Regions from separate parts of the Hordeum vulgare genome. Here region 1 is linked to region 2. The links are chromatin contacts, called in public Hi-C maps. All regions are on one chromosome and are shown on one strand. The core of a region is the stretch at or near the end of the contact, and the rest is flanking DNA. Distances in the headings are between cores, read along the strand shown.

Region 1 (2,809 bases), core at 160-2,659, 330 kb before region 2:
CCCAACCCTGTCGGAGAGAAGAGGAAAAGATTTGCCCAAGAGCAAGAGGGTGCTAGGAAGGATGTCGAGCGTGCCTTTGGTGTTTCGCAATCTCGATGGGGCATCGTTCGGTATCCTGCTAATACGTGGAGCACGCAGAAACTGTGAAAGGTGATGACTGCTTGTGTGATCATGCATAATATGACCGTAGAAGACGAGCGCTCGGAACGTATGTACGATCAAGGGTTTTAGTTTCAGGGTGAGAATGTTGTGCCTGAGCATGGAGGAGCAACAACGTTTGAACAGTTCATCCAATTTCATCAAGACATGCATGATTGGGAAACACACGTGCAGCTGTAAAATGATTTGGTTGAGCATATGTGGGCTCATGTTGGCGACCAATGGATTTATCTTCTTATTCGTTTGCAAAAATATGTGAAAACTATGTTATGTTTATTCGGCTTGTAATAACTATGTTATTTTATTCGGTCCAAATTATGTTAGCAAATTCAATGCAAAATAGAACGGCCAGACAACCAGCCGGCCACGCCGGCACATATAGGTCGGCGCGTTGAACGCGCTGCCGACTCATATCTAAAACAGGACGGACGCCGACCGACCGGTCGATCCAAACGAACAAACCGAACTAATCTTCATTCGTTCGGATCAACCGTTAAAGTTGCTTTAAATACACGATTTTGGCCGATGCATTTGATATGCCCGTGGCGACGTGATTGACATGGGCTATCCCTACGTGACGTGACGTGACTGACATGATACGTGCTACCCCTACGTGACGTGAAGTGAGTGCAACATTAACACAGAGCTACTAGCCAGTAGAGAGAGTGAGCATGCAGCGCAGTACACCTGCCTTCAATGTGGCACGGCAGTACCGTGGTAGTGCAGTACTGTCCACGGCCTCCCATGAACCAACTCGACTCGATCAGCCCCATTCACTCACCTCCTGCCGCATCTGACACGGTGGCCAACGGTCCTGAGGCATTGAACTCAACTCAACTCCACTCCAGTCGGTTCATTTCCAGTGTTTTGTTTCTTTATGCATCATCATCATTCATCACGGAGTTCCATCTGCACATCCCTCGTGTTTTCCATCACGGGGTTTGCCCCTGTCGGGTCGGCATCGATGGGAGTAAGAATCGGCCACGCGAGCCGTACCGATGCCGTTCGCGGAAGCGACGACGGGCCGGACAAACCCGCATCCGGCGTGGCGCTGCTGCCGTCCCTTTCCGGCCCGCTACCATCGGCTCAACTCTCTTCCTTCTTCTCTAGCCGTCATCATCAATCGCGCATCCTCGGATTCCCCTGCGGCTCCCTGCTCCCCATGTGCCGGCCCACTGGGCTCCACGCGTCCCCATCCACCTCTGCCTCTGCTCCTCCTCCCCCACCCCTCCCCCCCTCCATTTGAAACCACCACCACGGCCGCCCCCAAACGGTCACCACTGCGACTCCTCCAAAGGCCGAAGCGCTCGCCCCCGTCCTCCTGCCTCGTCGCGCCGGCTCGACCGATCCGGTGGCGGCGCCATGGCCTCCCCCAACCCCGCCGCGGCCGACGCGGGGCTGCAGAACAAGCTGGAGGCCGCGGCGGGGGGAAGCGAGGGGCCGCCGCCCGCGTACGGCGCGGCGGTGGGGGTGGCCGCCGCGGAGCAGGCGCCGCCCAGGAGGCTCGCCCCGGCGCGGAAGGAGCGCGTCTGCACCGCCAAGGACCGCATCAGCCGCATGACGCCCTGCGCCGCCGGGAAACGCAGCTCCATCTACCGCGGGGTCACCCGGTACGTACCGCCCCTGCCTGGCCCGCTCACGGACTCATCTCCGCTGCTACCTGCTTTTCGTTTCCCGGCGACCATGTCTGGAAGAAGCTCAGCACTACAGATCGCCAATGAGCTTCCGTATGCGTCTCTGTCTCGAGTTATTGGGGGTGGGGAGCGTATCGGAAAGTGACGCAGAGCGTGACTAGCCTGGGAGATCCGATGAGAACTGGCACACGACGAGAATAAGTGAATGTTATAGAGGACTATTGCTGTTAGGTATCTCAACATTGCAGCCAGTGTTTGTCTCTGGTTATTATCACGAAACAGCTGTAAATTAATGTATGAACATCACAGTTAGTACCCTGTTCAAACGATGATCTGCAGGTCAGCACATGCTAATGGTTAATGTGCACGCTCAACCACGAGAAATTACAAGTAGTATTACCTCCGATGTCTGGCCACCTTAATTGTTTACAAATACTTCCAAGTTTGACCTCTTCACCGTGCTTGGCACTTCATGCTTCTCGGTGCGCATTTCATATTTGGTGTCCTCCTTCGCTCCTTCCTTCTCCACTTATGAGTATTATTTTCTGTACTATACGCTATTATTTCTTTTCTTTTTTACTGCCTTCAACAGACATATACTTCCTTAAACTTTTTGTGAGCATAGCATTATCTCCTTTTGGTGTTCCTTATACATGTATTCATTCAATTTATTACTTAGCCCAATGTTGCATCAATAGGCATAGATGGACAGGGCGATATGAGGCTCACCTTTGGGACAAAAGCACATGGAATCAGAATCAGAATAAAAAAGGGAAACAAGGTATGCGACTATTGTGTGCTCAGTACAGAGTTACAGCTGTTGTTAATTTATCATGCTTCTTTAGCAATCTTATTACATTGGTGTATAGGAAACTTGTCCATCTTAACTTCCTTTTATTGCAGAGGTCATTTGGGATTATTGTGTGCTCAGTACAGAGTTACAGCTGTTGTAAATTTATCATGCTTCTTTAGCAATCTTATTACATTGGTGTATAGGAAACTTGTCCATCTTAACT
Region 2 (2,797 bases), core at 51-2,550:
CAAGGTTAGCTTCAACCCTGTGTGCTCTTTTGTTTTCCTAGGCACCCATGAGTTGGCCTTGTTGCAAGGATAAATGTGTTGATCTCATAATGAAGGGAACAAAAGGTACCGGGTATTTACTATCTCTACTGCAATACTACTATTTTTTGCAAATTACCGAAATAGTACTATATATAATTTGGGAAGATAATCGGGTCTCTTATTTAGTTTAGTCCACCTTTTTTCCCTTTATAGCTCCACCACCAAAAGATATGCCCCTTTTTAAATTTTGGCACAGGGCCCCGGATATTGCCGGTCCGGCCCTGATTAACTAGACATGTCAACAGAAAATGAAAACTACACTAGTGATGTTGGAGCATATTCAATAAACATGAGAAGCAGGAAACCACCTATCGGATTATATAGCACATAAATCCTAGGAGGACTATATTGCAAGAAGAGCTTGATATACATATTGCCAATAAATGCATGCCAAACTTGTATATTTGCAACCCCGCAAAAGAAAACTTGCATATTTGCAAGAAAAGCTTGATGCATCTATCGCAATGTCTACTACGGCTAAAATTATGGCATGTCAAACTTGCAATATTCAATCTGCTTTTTTTCATTTTTTAGCAATATTTTGACTTTTTCATGGGATGGCGTAGTTTACGAGAATGGACGTTTGGAGGCCGAGCTCCATGGTGATCGAAATTTTTGAAAAAAAAATAAAATTCGAACTTTTTGATTTAAAAAGAAACTAAAAAAATAGGCAAGTAAGGAAGGATGTTATGTATATGTGTGTAAAACTTAGGACTAAATATCTTAAAATACGACTTGAACAAAAAAGATAAATTCATGGCCTGAAACGATGAATAGTATCATGTGTTAAAAAGCCTTAGATTTGTCTTTTTTTACAACCCTCATTTTAACGTAATTTTTTCTGAAAATTTACACACATGTGTGTTACGCCTTCACTTATCTCTGTATTTTTTAGATTTTTTTGAAATACAAAAATATAAATTTTCATGAAATTTGAATTTCAAATTTAAAAGCCTTGGTGGAGGCCGAGCTTCAAAAGCAATTTCTACTAGAGTAGTTTACACCTTATATAATACAGTAAAAAGCAATTTAGTAAAAAGTGGCCCGGAGGCCGGCCGAAAAGGCACGCCGACATCAGGGAGCGCACTGACCCACCATGCACACACGGTCGATTGGTACTGGCCCACATGGCTCTGGGCCCCAGCGAGAGACGAGCCCGCCCGGAAGGAGGTACGGCCATACATACAGCGAGCCTCCACGCCCCCGTGTCATATCCGTGGCAACGTGTTGGTTCTTCTCGTGCCAACCATTCCATTCCACATTCCCCTGCATCACCACTGCTACTCTGTTCGGCCAAATAACACCTAACCCTCCCACGTGTCCTCCCGCCCCGGTGGGAGCACAACACAAGAACCACCACGAGCTCTCCCATTCCCTTCCCTCGGATCGGGAGCGGAGCAGGAACACAAGGCCCGGCGACGCGCGGATCAGACGAGACTCCGCACTGCCGGATTTCGGGGGAGGAGGAGGAGGAGGAGGGAGGGCCATGGAGAAGGAGCAGAAGGCGGAGGGCGAGAGGGCCGCCACGGCCGCCACGCAGCGGTGGGTGATCGGGGTGGGGTTCTGGGTGCAGGGCTTCCGGCTCTTCCCGTGGCTCGGCGTCAACTTCTTCCTCAAGGACGCCATGGGCGTCCCCTCCTCCTCGCTGCAGATCCTCCAGGCCTCCGCCACCCTGCCCATGGTCGCCAAGCCGCTCCTCGGCCTGCTCTCCGACGCCGTCCCCATCCGCGGCTGCCGACGCCTGCCATACGTCGCCATCGGCGGTACGCCCCCCCTCCCTTTATCCCCCCCACGTTATCGCATTGCCCTTCTCAGATCTGCCAACACCACTTTCCGTAATCTCCGACCGACGCCATGATCCTCATCGTGATTCCATTTCCATACCCTCCCTTCCCTTACTTTAACGGTTCATAACGTGGAACGCTCGAAAGCACGCTCGGTTCCATACCTCCCTTTACCGGTTAACCTGGAATTATAGGAACCACACTCGCGATGCAGAATGATAATTCTCTGAAATTTCCACCTTCCCTGCACTGCCCGTGTTGCACGCACAATTTCGCTCTTTCACTGTACTTGATCACTGATTAAACGAGTTGTAGGAATTCTAGTATGCCAGAGCAGTGTAGGATATTTTTACTCTTCTGCGCTGTCCTTGGAGAAAAAGTAAAATGATTACCACGCTAGAGCTTTCTGCGTTCTTTTCTTGCGTGCTGTTCACTTGTTTGCACATTGGTGTCATGTGGCGAATGACAGCGCCATAAAGAATATACTTGAACACAGTTGTCCTCTTGATTATTATGCGCGTGCCTTTTGTTTTCTTTCACTTTCACTTTCCCTTTCCGTTTTCTCTTCTGATTACCATCGTTCTCCATCTTTTCGTGAAGTAGTCTTTTAGAGCAGCAACCAGAGTGTCACGATGCATATTTTCTCAGTCGGATGTGGCCCTTGCCCTGCACTTTAAAGTGTCATAATTTGTGCAATACCACCACTTAAGATTGCCCATCTTCAGATTCCATGCTGAATATTTTGTTTTGATACAATTGACACAATCAGATGCCTAAGAAAAACTAATGTTATTTACTCAACGATAATCATGGTATGAAACCCAACAACTGATGCGTCTGAAAATGCTTGCGGTGTGCTGCAGTGTACCTTTTTTTTTCATATATAGCTGATTATATAGTTCTAACATACCTTCTTATTGCTGTGGTTGCAG

The links. A called contact is a pair of places that touch in the nucleus more often than the background predicts.
Region 1: a Hi-C map of seedling shows a contact between it and region 2, with 6 times the contacts expected there. The contact joins the promoter of LOC123439751 here to the promoter of LOC123439712 in region 2. A contact is called at or near these places in 2 of 6 Hi-C or Micro-C datasets (leaf and seedling).

What each region holds. Positions count from the first base shown.
Region 1 is chr1H:390,381,980-390,384,788 of MorexV3_pseudomolecules_assembly, reverse strand. It overlaps LOC123439751 (AP2-like ethylene-responsive transcription factor SMOS1), which reads left to right and starts at 1,409. Exons shown (of 10, transcript XM_045116443.1): 1 at 1,409-1,769; 2 at 2,492-2,574. The coding sequence starts at 1,522.
Region 2 is chr1H:390,051,755-390,054,551 of MorexV3_pseudomolecules_assembly, reverse strand. LOC123439712 (probable folate-biopterin transporter 7) reads left to right here and starts at 1,300. Exons shown (of 2, transcript XM_045116402.1): 1 at 1,300-1,844. The coding sequence starts at 1,568.